2 separate regions of the Pan troglodytes genome follow, and region 1 is linked to region 2. The links are chromatin contacts, called in public HiChIP or PLAC-seq maps. All regions are on one chromosome and are shown on one strand. Each heading gives the region's core, a stretch centred on a gene start, on an enhancer-like site or on the middle of the called end of the contact. The rest is flanking DNA. Distances are from core to core; before and after follow the strand shown. Region 1 holds the start of USP22 (ubiquitin specific peptidase 22). Region 2 holds the start of TMEM11 (transmembrane protein 11).

The links. HiChIP or PLAC-seq counts read pairs in DNA pulled down with a chosen protein or histone mark.
Region 1: an H3K4me3 HiChIP or PLAC-seq map of stem cell-derived excitatory neurons shows a contact between it and region 2, with 2.2 times the contacts expected there. The contact joins the promoter of USP22 here to the promoter of TMEM11 in region 2. A contact is called at or near these places in 2 of 7 Hi-C or Micro-C datasets (induced pluripotent stem cells and stem cell-derived neural progenitor cells) and 1 of 1 datasets of contacts at active chromatin or transcription factors (stem cell-derived excitatory neurons).

Annotation. Positions count from the first base shown.
Region 1 is chr19:47,936,863-47,939,824 of NHGRI_mPanTro3-v2.0_pri, forward strand. It overlaps USP22 (ubiquitin specific peptidase 22), which reads left to right and starts at 1,377. Exons shown (of 13, transcript XM_063798860.1): 1 at 1,377-1,520.
Region 2 is chr19:47,763,890-47,766,788 of NHGRI_mPanTro3-v2.0_pri, forward strand. TMEM11 (transmembrane protein 11) reads left to right here and starts at 1,633. Exons shown (of 2, transcript XM_003315570.7): 1 at 1,633-2,142. The coding sequence starts at 2,081.

The DNA of each region.
Region 1 (2,962 bases), core at 127-2,626, 170 kb after region 2:
TAAAAATACAAAAATTAGCGGCGTGGTGGCAGGCGCCTGTAATATCAGCTACTGGGGAGGCTGAGGCAGGAGAATCGCTTGAATCTGGGAGGCGGAGGTTTCAGTGAGCCGAAATTGCACCACTGTACTCCAGCCTTGGGCAACAGAGCGAGACTCTGTCTCAAAAATAAAAAATAAAAAAATAAATTACCCTCTCGTAATTTTTCCTGCTATTAAGGGAAGAGACAATAAAAAAATAAGTAAATATTCATTACGCCAGATAGTGATAAATTCTTTGGAGAAAAACAAAGCAGGGTAAGGGAATGGAGAATTTTGGGGGGCTTGCAATTTTCATTAGGGTGGCAATTTTCCTTTTCACGGAAAAGGAGGTGTGTGATAAAGCTGGAAGGAGGCGAGCGAGCATCAGACATGGAATATAAGGATGCAGAGGGTGAGGGGGTAGGGAAAGCATTTTAGGGAGAGGGTACTGCAAGCACGAAGGCCATGAGGCAAAAACCTGTGCTCGGCAATTTGTCTTGGCCACAAAAGCTTTATCCCAGTCGTCAGTCCATTAAACCCTGTAGCTTTAAGTGTTGTGAGATCACAATCTTTATTTTTTAACTTGTGATGGTTCTGGACGGCAATTGCTGTTTCCTGCAATCTGTGGATGAATGAATGAGCAAAGCAGTTAGCAGCGGGATGAGTACAGGGGAGCAGCTCCACACCTGACACCTTATCCAAGTTCCCCCAGACCCTTGGCTCCCTGGCTCCCCCAGAACTTCGTTTGCATTCGTCTTTAAATGTCTTCTCAGTTTGCCTTGGGTCAGTTATTTGTATACCGATTAGACCTGTGCCGCCCACTGCGGTAGCAGCTAGTAGGAATTGGATGTGCTTTAAGTGTAAATACCAGATTTCCAAGACTTGCTGCAAAAACTGTAAAACATTCCACTAACGATTTTGCAATACTGCCTACATGCTGAAATAATTTGACTCTATTGGGTTAAGATATATTACTGTAACTTTCTTTTTTCATTAGAAAAATGTAGCCACTAGCAAATGTGAAGTGTCAGGCGTGTGGCGCGCAGATGCCTCTTTAAACTGGATGGGGCCGGGTTGGCCCTCACTATCCGCGGGCTCCCGACAGGAGGCGCCCAGCTTGCGGCCGGGGGCAGCGCCTACCAGGCAGTTGGCAGGCAGTTCCAGCCCCGGGCCACGGCACTGCAGGGCCCGAGCCAGGTTACGGCAACCGGGGGCCCTGCAAACAGCTCCCGATTAGGGGGTGCTTTTGGGTGGGAAAGCGCAGGCGCTGGATGGAGGTCCGACCTGCGGCGCTCCAGCTCATCGCCCCGCCTCTTTGCGGCAGAGCTCAGGCCGGCGCAAACCGGTTCAGTGCTAGGACGGACGTCTCGCGACGCCCAACCGCAGCACGCCCCCGCCTCCCCAGTCCTCTGGAAGAGACAGGGAACGTCTAGCCGCCAGGGTCCCGGGAGGCGGCTCTGTACCAGACGGACTGTACTGAGAGCCTATGACAATAGCCGAAGGTGCCGGGGGGTGGCCAGCGACCAATAAAGGAAGGGGAGGGGCGGGCCCTCGTTAGCTTCCCCCCCTACCACGCTTCCTCGGGCGCGGGTCTACCCAGAGCCTACGGGCGCGCGAGAGTGGGGGAAGGGCCTGGCGCGGGCTGGAGACTGCGCAGTGCGGTGCCGGCCGGGGGGTGGGGGGGTGACGTAATCTCCGTCCGCGGCCGCGGCGCCCCGCCCCGCCCCGCGACGCCCTCCGCGAACCGCGCGAGCGCAGCGCAGGCGGTCCGCAGCAGCCGCAGCTCGGGGGCGGCGCCTGCCCTGCAGCCTCCCCTCGGCGATCGCGCAGCCCCATCTTTGTCCGGCCTCTGCGCTTTGTTCTCGGCGCCCGTGTCTTGGCCGGCCTGGCCAGCGGCCGAGCAGCCCCCACGCCGCGCTGGCGTCGTCCTCGCCTCCCTCGCCGCCGCCCCCCGCGCGCGGCCGGGCCTTGCCCCCCATGGTGTCCCGGCCAGAGCCCGAGGGCGAGGCCATGGACGCCGAGCTGGCGGTAGCGCCGCCGGGCTGCTCGCACCTGGGCAGCTTCAAGGTGGACAACTGGAAGCAGAACCTGCGGGCCATCTACCAGTGCTTCGTGTGGAGCGGCACGGCTGAGGCCCGCAAGCGCAAGGTGCGCCCGGCAGCCCACCGCGCGGCGGGCTCGGGGCCTTCTGCCGCTCCTGAGGCCGGCCGGCGGAGGGGCCCTTTTCCTGCCCTCTTCCCTTCCCCCGTTGCCTTTCCCTGTCCTTCCTCTTCCTCTCTCCTTCTGCCCTGTCTTCTCTTTACCCCTTCCCCCTCCTTTCCTTCCCCCCTCGTCTTCCCCCTTTCAACTCTCTCCCTTCCCTTATCTCCTCATCTTCCTATCCTTCCCCTCTCCCCCCTTCCCCCATTCTTCCTTTCCCTCCCCCTCCTCTCTGTCCCCTCCCCCTCCTTTCTCTCCGCCCTCCCCCTCCCTTATCCTTCTTGGCCAGGGAGGGGCGAGTGCTTCCGGGCGGGGGGCGGTGTTCTCCTGCCTTGCTGCCTGGGGAGCCTGGGACTTCGGTGGGCGGTCCCGGGCGTTCCTGCGCGAGGTCCCTGCGGGGAACTCTCCTGGTTCTGGAGGGTTCGGGGCTGGATGGGGGTGCAGAGAAAGAAATATTTCAAAAAAATGAGTAAAGGATGGGTGGCTGTCGAGTTCTGGGCGTTGGTCTGCAGCGGTCACCCGTCGCCAGGAGCGACCTTGGACGGGAGCTGGGGCAGGAGGCGGGCTGGGGGTCGCGGGGCCGGAGCTTCGCGCCTGGCTCGGGGCCCGCGAGGAGCTGGAGGTGGAGGGCGGCAGGGGCTGGGGCCGGGGCGAGCCTGTGGGTGCGGAGCCGCAGCCCGGGTTTGCGTTGCGGCTGAGGAGTAGACTTGGAAGCGCGCCCTGGGCTGTGGGAGGCCTTAACCAG
Region 2 (2,899 bases), core at 383-2,882:
GCAGCTGAGAAACAGAAGTTACACAAGCAGCCCCTGAGCCAGAAGTGCGTTCTAGAATCCCTAGTATACCCTCTGAATCACCACACTGAAACAAAGAAAAGACAGCCATATCCGCAGTGTCATACCATGGAACTGTTCAGAGGTCTCCAGCATGAACTACGCTGACACTTGGAGGCAGGGCTGTATGACTCAACAGGAAGGCCAGGTACTTTTTAGAGACCAGACAGGTATAAGGTCTTGAAGGACAAAAGTTGGCTGGGAGAGCTGGGCACCGTGGCTCACGCCTGTAAATCCCAGCACTTTGGGAGGCCGAGGGGGATGGATCATGAGGTCAGGAGTTCGACACGACACCAGCCTGACCAACATGGTGAAACCCCGTCTCTACGAAAAATACAAAAATTAGCTGGGTGTGGTGGCACCACCTGTAATCCCAGGTACTCAGGAGGCTGAGGTAGGAGAATTGCTTGAACATGGGAGGCGGAGGTTGCAGTGAGCCGAGATCGCGCCACTGCACTCAAGCCTGGGCGACAGAGCAAGACTCTGTCTCAAAAAAAAAAAAAAAGTTGGCTGGGAGGTAAAAGCATTTTAGGTAAAGCATAGAACATCTGCGTATCTGCAAACCCTCTGAATTTACTAGCCTGGCAAGTTCCAGACGGGAAAGGTAGGCAGTTGAATTTGGAGAGCTAGGCAACTTCCAAACTAAGGAGGGGCTTCTTGATTGTGCTAAGGAGTTTGAATCACACACTGTAGGTGATGAGGGACGGTGAGAGGATTGCAAGCAGCTAAAACTGTGGTAGAATGTCAGCTGGAAGGAAATCGAAAGGAATCCTCAACAATGAGAGGGTCGCCTTTCCGTCTGCTGGCCCTCCTGCTGTGGCCTGCGGCGGGGTGGGGAGGGGGGTTCCACGACACAGAAGTGTGACGCGCAGGGCTGGGCTTCTTCTAGGCTGAATTCGGGACAGATTTTCGCATTTGTTTTGCTCAAGTATTTATGGGACCAATTAATATGTTTAGCAACGTTGTCTGTGGGAGCAGTAGAGGAACTGAGAAGTTCACAAACTGTAAGAGATCCTCCAAAGAGTCCACAGGTCTGAGGCAGCAGCACCTGGGAATCTCTGGGCTCCAGTTAGTCCTTCCTGACTTTGACTCGTTACAGCAGTGTCCAGACAGGGATATGTCGGGTCCTGTGGCAGGGTTCCCGTCAGGTGGGATGGTTTAGCCCCGCATCTGCCTTCAAAGATCCCGAGATTATGCCGTCGCAGCGGCCAGAGCAGGAGTGGGTGCGTGGCAGGGACTGAGTCTAAGAGGCCTGGAGGCCCTGTCTAAAACAAAGCTGTCGCTGGGCCCTCTCTCCTTCAAGCAGTTATCATACAGCTAGTCCCCTTTCTTGTTTTCAGACCCTCTCCTCTAACAGCCTGCACCTGCAAGCAGGGACCTCCGTGGCAGCAGGGACAGCGTGTCTGTCTCGGCCTCCAAAGTACCCCGGAGTCTAAGAGAACTGGGGGAGGATGGTGCGGGAGCAGCGCCTGCCTCCAAGGAGGGCCCGGGCGGCGCCTCCCGCCCCTCGGTGACCTTATGGGCCAAGGCTGTGAAGGGCAGGCGGGGCGACGCGGAGGGGCCGGGCGCTAGTGGCCCGCAGACAGCGCGGCGGCCCCCAGCGGGAGAGGCGGCCTGGCGGCCAGGACAGCGCGGCCGGGCGCCTCCGCGCGGTGCTCTGGGAGTTGTAGGCACTTGCCTCTCCTCTCTCCTTCAGCTACTGGCTCTCGAAACCCAAGGACCTACCGGTGGGTGGGCGCCTGTGACTCCCAGGCTGCGAACGCCGGGAACTCAGTTTCTTCAAAAATGCCCGAACCAGGACTGCTCCTGGGGTCCTCGCGCCCTCGCAGAAGGACTACGGGCCGCGGCGACCTCGGGGGCGGGGCTTCCGGCGCGCTGCCTTGTGGGCACGGTAGTTCCGCCGGGTCTGGCTTCCGCCTGCCGAGCGGCCCCGGACCGCAGTCCGGACTACACTTCCCGTCGGCCCGCCTGCTCTCCCCATGCCGCCTTGGCGCGAGACGTTGGCAAGCAGAGTGTCTCCAAGATGGCCGCTTGGGGAAGGAGGCGTCTTGGCCCGGGCAGCAGTGGCGGCAGCGCCCGAGAGAGGTGAGATCCAAGGGCTTGTTGCCCCCAGTGCAGGCGGCTCAGCGGCCGGAGAGCCCAGCGCGGCCTCCGAGGGCTGCAGCAGCCTTCCTTCCCTGGTTTCCCCGCGCTCCCCCTACCCTCGCCAGGCATACTGGGTTCCAGTTCCGGAGGATCCGGGATCCGGGTGGGAGCGAGGTCGAAGGCCTCGGCGGAGAGCTTAGGGGAAGGGGCGTTAGCCGGACTGAGTAAGGTAGGCAGCGGCCATGCGGGGCGGGGCCCGAGGCCGGGCCGTGCTGAAAGGAACTGGCGCCCAGCGCAGGCCTCAGGGACCCGCCTAGCTGCCCGCGGGCCGATCGGCTGCTGAAGCACCCTTCCCGCCTGGCCACGCGCGTGGCCTTCTCGGCCGCGGCCCCAGACGTGTAGAGGAAGGCAGGGCCCCCGGAGAGAGAAAGAAGGGGAAGCCTTCACAGAGCAGGCCGGCCGCGGCAGGGGTAGTTTGATCTGCACGTTTACCAGGGAGCTTTAGCTCCCGCCAGATGTGTCTCTTCCGGGCCCAGAGCCGGCCACTTCCTCGAGGGAAGATTCTGAAGACTTTTGGATGGTTCTGTGCAAGCGCTCCTGCCGTAGAAGTCCTTTAAAGTGACCTTTCCTAATGAATGGTGTGTGGGCAGGGAGCTAGGAGCGTGTTTCTTCCAACAGGGACCTCCATTTGAATAACTGATTTCTAGAAGATGAGATTGGAGTAGTTTCCGTGTTTCATGTTCAAGTTGCAGTTTTT